2 separate regions of the Mus musculus genome follow, and region 2 is linked to region 1. Evidence: chromatin contacts called from public promoter capture Hi-C data. All regions are on one chromosome and are shown on one strand. The core of a region is the stretch at or near the end of the contact, and the rest is flanking DNA. Distances in the headings are between cores, read along the strand shown.

The links. Capture Hi-C pulls out chosen DNA fragments and counts their contacts.
Region 2: a promoter capture Hi-C map of adipose tissue shows a contact between it and region 1. The contact joins two enhancer-like sites. A contact is called at or near these places in 2 of 484 Hi-C or Micro-C datasets (nephron progenitors and uterus) and 1 of 9 other capture datasets (adipose tissue).

Annotation. Positions count from the first base shown.
Region 1 is chr3:65,550,032-65,552,819 of GRCm38.p6, reverse strand. It overlaps Tiparp (TCDD-inducible poly(ADP-ribose) polymerase), which reads right to left. Exons shown (of 6, transcript NM_178892.5): 5 at 9-284. Among named protein-coding and RNA genes, the nearest start is that of 4931440P22Rik, 22 kb to the right of the region's middle. Within about 2 kb of position 1,504, at least 6 of the 459 cell types and tissues checked have an H3K27ac peak or open chromatin away from gene starts, as enhancers often do. A contact at or near this core is called in adipose tissue, where this site is marked.
Region 2 is chr3:65,733,241-65,736,266 of GRCm38.p6, reverse strand. The region is part of intron 5 of Lekr1 (leucine, glutamate and lysine rich 1); the gene reads right to left. Among named protein-coding and RNA genes, the nearest start is that of Gm25755, 37 kb to the left of the region's middle. Within about 2 kb of position 1,511, at least 10 of the 459 cell types and tissues checked have an H3K27ac peak or open chromatin away from gene starts, as enhancers often do. A contact at or near this core is called in adipose tissue, where this site is marked.

The DNA.
Region 1 (2,788 bases), core at 255-2,754:
TGACTCACCTTTTATATTTCTCCCAAAGAAATTGGTTTTGGACTCTCAATATTTGTAAAATTCTGTATTTAAATTCAGGTACAGTTTTATGAAAAAGGTTGTAAATGATTCGATAACTTTTATCTTCTGCAGAAACAGGCACTTGGATGAAGTCCTGAGATGGATGCATATAAACCCACGTTTCAGGGTAAAAGTTGGCTGAAGTTACTCCATCTGGGCAGATGATTTGTGATGAAGTTGCTTCAAGAGGCAGAGAAGCCTGAGTGGGAACCCCACCAAGTGTCCTAAAATGAGAAAAACACTAGGTAAAGCATTCAAAAATTAATACATCTCATATTACATAGTGCTTTGTAGTACTGTCCAACTTTATGACTGAATAGCTTAAATACTTACATACTAATTTTATTTATTTACTTAAGAGAAGCAAAACAAACCCAAGTGTGTAGTGCTTTGTGATGATATCAGCACTCAGTAGATAGAGGCAAGAGAAATACCACCTCAGCCCACCCTGGGAAACTGTCTCAAAATAACAACTCAAAAAACAAACCAAAAGAACCCCATCAAACAAAAACAACAACAGGCTCTTAGAGCAAACACGTTTGCTTATTTCTTGCTTTTTTTCTGAGGAGACAACTCTGAAATGCACTGCTTCAGACCAAATAGTCAAGGAGCAACTTACAAGTATCTTTACTTCTGAATCTTCCTAGAGTCCTCTTTTGTATATACAGTTTAAAAAAGATTTGTCTCAAAGAAACAACGATAATTTACATGCTTCTTTCAGCTGACACTAAGCAGAAAAATTACTATCACTATAGACTATGTAGGATGGGAAATAAGGTACGGGAGGTGTTAAATTGGAACTTCTGGGGTTAAAAATTAAAACCTTTACTTTCTATATAAAAAGTAACAAAAGTCATGAAGCAGGCATTCACTTTCTAATACTAAAATTAAAACAATCACTAAATATTATTCCAGTTTTACAATTTTAGATGTAATTAAGATGAAACTGGGGAGCCTTTAATCCCAGCACTCCGGAGGCAGAGGCAGGTGGATTTCTGAGTTCAAGGCCAGCCTGGTCTACAAAGTGAGTTCCAGGACAGCCAGGGCTACACAGAGAAACCCTGTCTCAAAAAAAAAAAAAAAAAAAAAAAAAAAAAGAAAAGAAACTGGGGGCCTATTAAGGGTAGATGGGCTCAAGTAAAAAAGTGATGACCTATGATACTTAATGCACTGGATTCAATCTCCGGGCCCCTCCCCCAAATAGAGCAGATTCCAGAGGGTGCACAATTCAATCTTTAAATTCAACTTTGTTACTTTCAAAGATGAATTACATAAATAATAGGTTTACTTTTTCCTGTCTGGTTCATATATTTAAATCATACTTTTTAGCTTTTTCAAAACAAGGAAAAGGGAAGAAGCAAAGAATCAGGAAATCCTGACCCTGAGACCTAGTTTCAGTGTCAGGGTATTGTAACACTCGCTCATCAGTACATGGTGGTCACAAGGAAGGAGTAATGCCTGCCAAGTGGATTTGGAAATTGACATTTTCAAAAGAGTTTTGTGACCCAGAGGTTATAGTTGTATATGAACATTCGTCTCTAAAGTACATATCACCGCTGTCATTAGTCGCCCACTGAGCACACACTATATATTTCATTCACAATGTCCCTGCCACACGAACTGCAATATGGTTTGATTATCCCCCTCCTCAAATAAACAAACAGTTCAGAGTAGTTAATGATTCTGTCCTGATATAGCAGACATATTTTAAAATCCAGGCTTATTTCTTTCCACTTCCACATTTCACAATTTACAATAAAATAAAGCTACTAATATGGTAGATCCAGGCTGATTTGTCTGACTCTTAGCACTGTTACTGGTATTGCCACTACTCCTTAGTAAGAAGATGGCTTATTAAGTTAATGCTATAGAAACACAATTGCCCTCTCTAATCCCTGACAGCTTCATGTAAGTAGCTGTGCCTTCAATTCAATGCTCCCCAAAGCCCTTTTGTAAGACAAAGCTCTAAGTGAGTGGACTTAGGACCCCTACCACCCTCATCTGAAATTCAGGGGCAGATTTAAGTAGTCCCTCCGTCTATTACAACAAAAGACTCATATTTCTTGTGTTTTGGATCATTTTCTGAGAGCTGACAAATTCCTTTGGAGACTTGGCACAGGTTTATTTTCCTGTTAAAATGTTTTTCACTGGTATGCTTTTCTAAAGAGACGCTCCACTGCTTTAATCAGTCTCAAAAAACTCTGGCTCTTCTTAAAGTATCATCACTGTTCTGAACAAATTACAGAAGAGCCTCCATTTAGCCCCTAACTCCTACCCTGATTTGCCAAGGTAGGTACTAGCCTACCTGGCTTTCCATTACTGTTAGGGTTTGACATTTCCAACAAGGTAAGACTCTTCCCCAACATTCTACTAAGACTTATTTGTTATTTACATCTGGCATTCAGAATGGGTTTCATTATGTTATAGTTGCCTATGATGGTTCATCTTACAGGATTCAGAATAACACAGGAAATAAACCTTTTTGCATTCTGTAAAGATGTTCCCATGGCTGGTCTGAGTCTCAAGACTGAATAAAAAGAAAGACAGCAAACATTCTTTTCTTTATTTTCTGGCTGTAGATGTAACACGAGCAGCTATCTCACATAGCTTCTATCATAACTTCCCTGCCACGATCAACTGTACCTTAAACCAAGAGCCACAACAGACTGTTCCTTCCTTAAGTTTTGCTTTTGTCAGGTTTTTTGTTAAAGCAACGAGAGAAGTAAAT
Region 2 (3,026 bases), core at 262-2,761, 180 kb before region 1:
AATTCTTAGCACTGAACACCAACAAAATGCATTAGCTAAAGCAAATACTAATCTCATACAAGTCAATTTCTTTATCTTTTTAAGATTTATTTCTGTTCTTTGTAGCCCTGAGCTTAGGCAAGTGAGTATACAATGTATTGGGTTATACTATTACAAGAGTTCCAGAACCTTATTATCAGGGAAATCCAATGTTATAGTATGCGACCATTAGTTCATAAACTTTATTACATTAATAGGAAAGGCCTTTAAAACTATAGGTATTAAATGGAGGAATAACACAAAATTACATTGTTTTTTTATAAAAAAAAACTTTTATTTTGAAATAGTTTACAGACAGTAACAAATAGATGTATAGAAAGGTTCCATTTCCCCTTCACTCTACTCTCCAGAGAAGCATTTTGATTTTAACCAGCTGTGCAAAACTCATTTGCGTATGAGTGCTTGTTCTATGCAATTTTAGCACAAGAACAGCATTCTAGTTTGCTTTCTATGGCTGTGATAAACACCCTAAAGCAGCTTGAAGAAGAAAAGGCATATTTCAGACTACAGTTCACAGTCCATCAGAAGGGTAAATCAGGGCAGGGTAACTGACACACAATTCTGGAGACAGTAACTGAAGAGAGGAATGGAGGAATGCTTACAGGCTCACTCCTCATAATTTGCTCACCCTGCTTTCTTATACAACCCAGGACCACTGCCCCGAGAGTGGTAGTGCCTGCAGTGGGCTGAACCCTCCCATATCAACCAACAATCAAGAAAATGCCCCCACAAACTTGGCTTCAGGCCAATCTGATGGGAGTAATTCCTCAGCTAGAGTTCCCTCTTCCTAGGTGACCGTATAATGTCAAGTTAACAAAAAACCCACCCAGGACATATAGTTTCACATAGTTACTACCGCAGTCAAAATATGGGATTGTTGGTATACCATTAAGCTCATTCCCGCTCCTTACTGTCATGATCACTCTCCAGCCTACCAGTACTAGTCCTCGGCTCTTGTTTATACCGACAATGGCATTAGGTCAAGACTGCTGTATAAATGGAACAATAAATGTAGATTTTGATATTGAACCATTTTATGACTGGATTTAAACCCAATCCACAAGACAGAATTCATGCCTGGTACCATTAGCAGAGCCAAAACCAACCAACCAACCAACCTATGGCTGGCTAGGTCATAGACCCTAGGGGAGAACCTACAACCATTATTATGTTAGACTGATGTAGTAATAAACTGCTTCCTACGTTCTATGTGCCACCTCTCAATCCTCACCAGAGAAGCTGTTTTTCACAGATGGTGACTTATACAGAGACCCAAACCTGGTCAGAGTGAAGAGAATAAGAGACTGTGGAGAGGTCAGCATAAGTGAGACATCTCTGTCATGTTCCCCCTCGCAAAGACTCAGGAATCATAACACAAGAGGCAGTTGAGAGTTTACAAGAGCTAACGGTATTTACCAGACACACACAACAGGGCCTTTGTACACATGAACTCACAGTGGCTGTGACCACACAGTCAGGACAGACAAAGGCACAGTAAGAATGGGAGACGAGCTGTGAAGTGCCATCCAAGCTGGGGAACTGTTGTCAACTGGTCTCTATGGGAGAGTCAGGTTAATTTAGGGATTTGGCCCCTGGGAAGCTCCCAGGCTCCAGTAGATGGTCTCATGCCCACAAATACCCAGTCAGTACCAAGTGAACTGAGTGACTTTTAACACAAAAAATATCTGAGGTTGGGCAAGGACAGTGTCGAGGAGGAGAGTGGAGAGACTGGAGGGGAGAGGACATTTGATCAAAACACACTATGAGTTATGAAATTCTCAAACCATAAAAAAGCCTGTGAAAAAATTCTGGAATTGGCTTAAAAAAAAAAAACCTTGAAAAAATTTCCTTCGTTTTCATTCAAGTTACTGCTTGTTTTAATTCTTTCCTTTTTGTTGCTGACTTGGATTGTAAAGAATAGATATAATACTATTTGTCCTTCATCCATGGAACATGTTCACCTCACTACTAATTTAGACTAGCAATATCCACTGAAGCAATATATACTACAAAACTATATGTGTAATTCAAATTTTCTCTTGAAGATTTGAAATTAATTTTAATGGTATATTTAAATCATTATATAAACAGCCCTATTTCATTAAGAGGCTAAACCCACATTTCAAAGACTGATAGCCTGGTGGCTACCATACTAGACTGTAGTTGTGAAACTTTTTCAGGCCTCCCTGGTCTTGGCTTCTGAGGATATTATATTCAACTTATTTTCTAAAGCTTGATGATGTGAAAGTTGTTTGTTCCTGTATCCACTAGAACTTCTGCTAGGTTTGAGATACATTCAAAGAAGCAATAAAAGACCAGAGTCAGCACCTTCCAGGTTCTGCAACTACTTGTCTCAGCTGTGCCCCGGGGCTGAGATCAGGATGATAGTAGTGAGTGAGGAGGAAAAACCTCTTACTCTAGCAAGATCTCAGCTGCATACGCCCATGTCTTTCTTGGGCACACTCACTCCTTGTTTGAGAACTAAGTCTGCAGTCCTTGTGTGTGCATTTCTGCCTTCAACTTTGGAAGAAGATCCTGTGTGCTTTTTCTCAAAGAAACTACAGCCTAGTACCAGAGGATAGACAGTAAACAACAAAAATGAAGAACTGGACATAAATACTCCCAATAGTGGCATACATTATTTAGTATGAAGCAAAGATAAAGAAGCTTAGACAAAGAAGGTGTCAGGATAATGTGCAAAGATGTCTTGGAGGAGGTCCATGTACACTGAAGCATAAAGCCTAAGAGTTGGGAGGGCATTGGCCAGCTCCCCTCGGGAACCTGCAATGCTTCCATCACACCTGTCTTTAATGACACCCTTTGATGAGCAGGTGTTCTTACTCTCGGAGCTTATCAATCTTGTTTGTTTACAGTCCTTACCTTTTGTCTTTCCATCTAAGGTCTTCCTTCAGAGCATTTGGAAGTTTTCATTGTAGAGGTCTTTCACTTCCTGGCTTAGATTTATTCCAGTGTGTTACTAATCTATT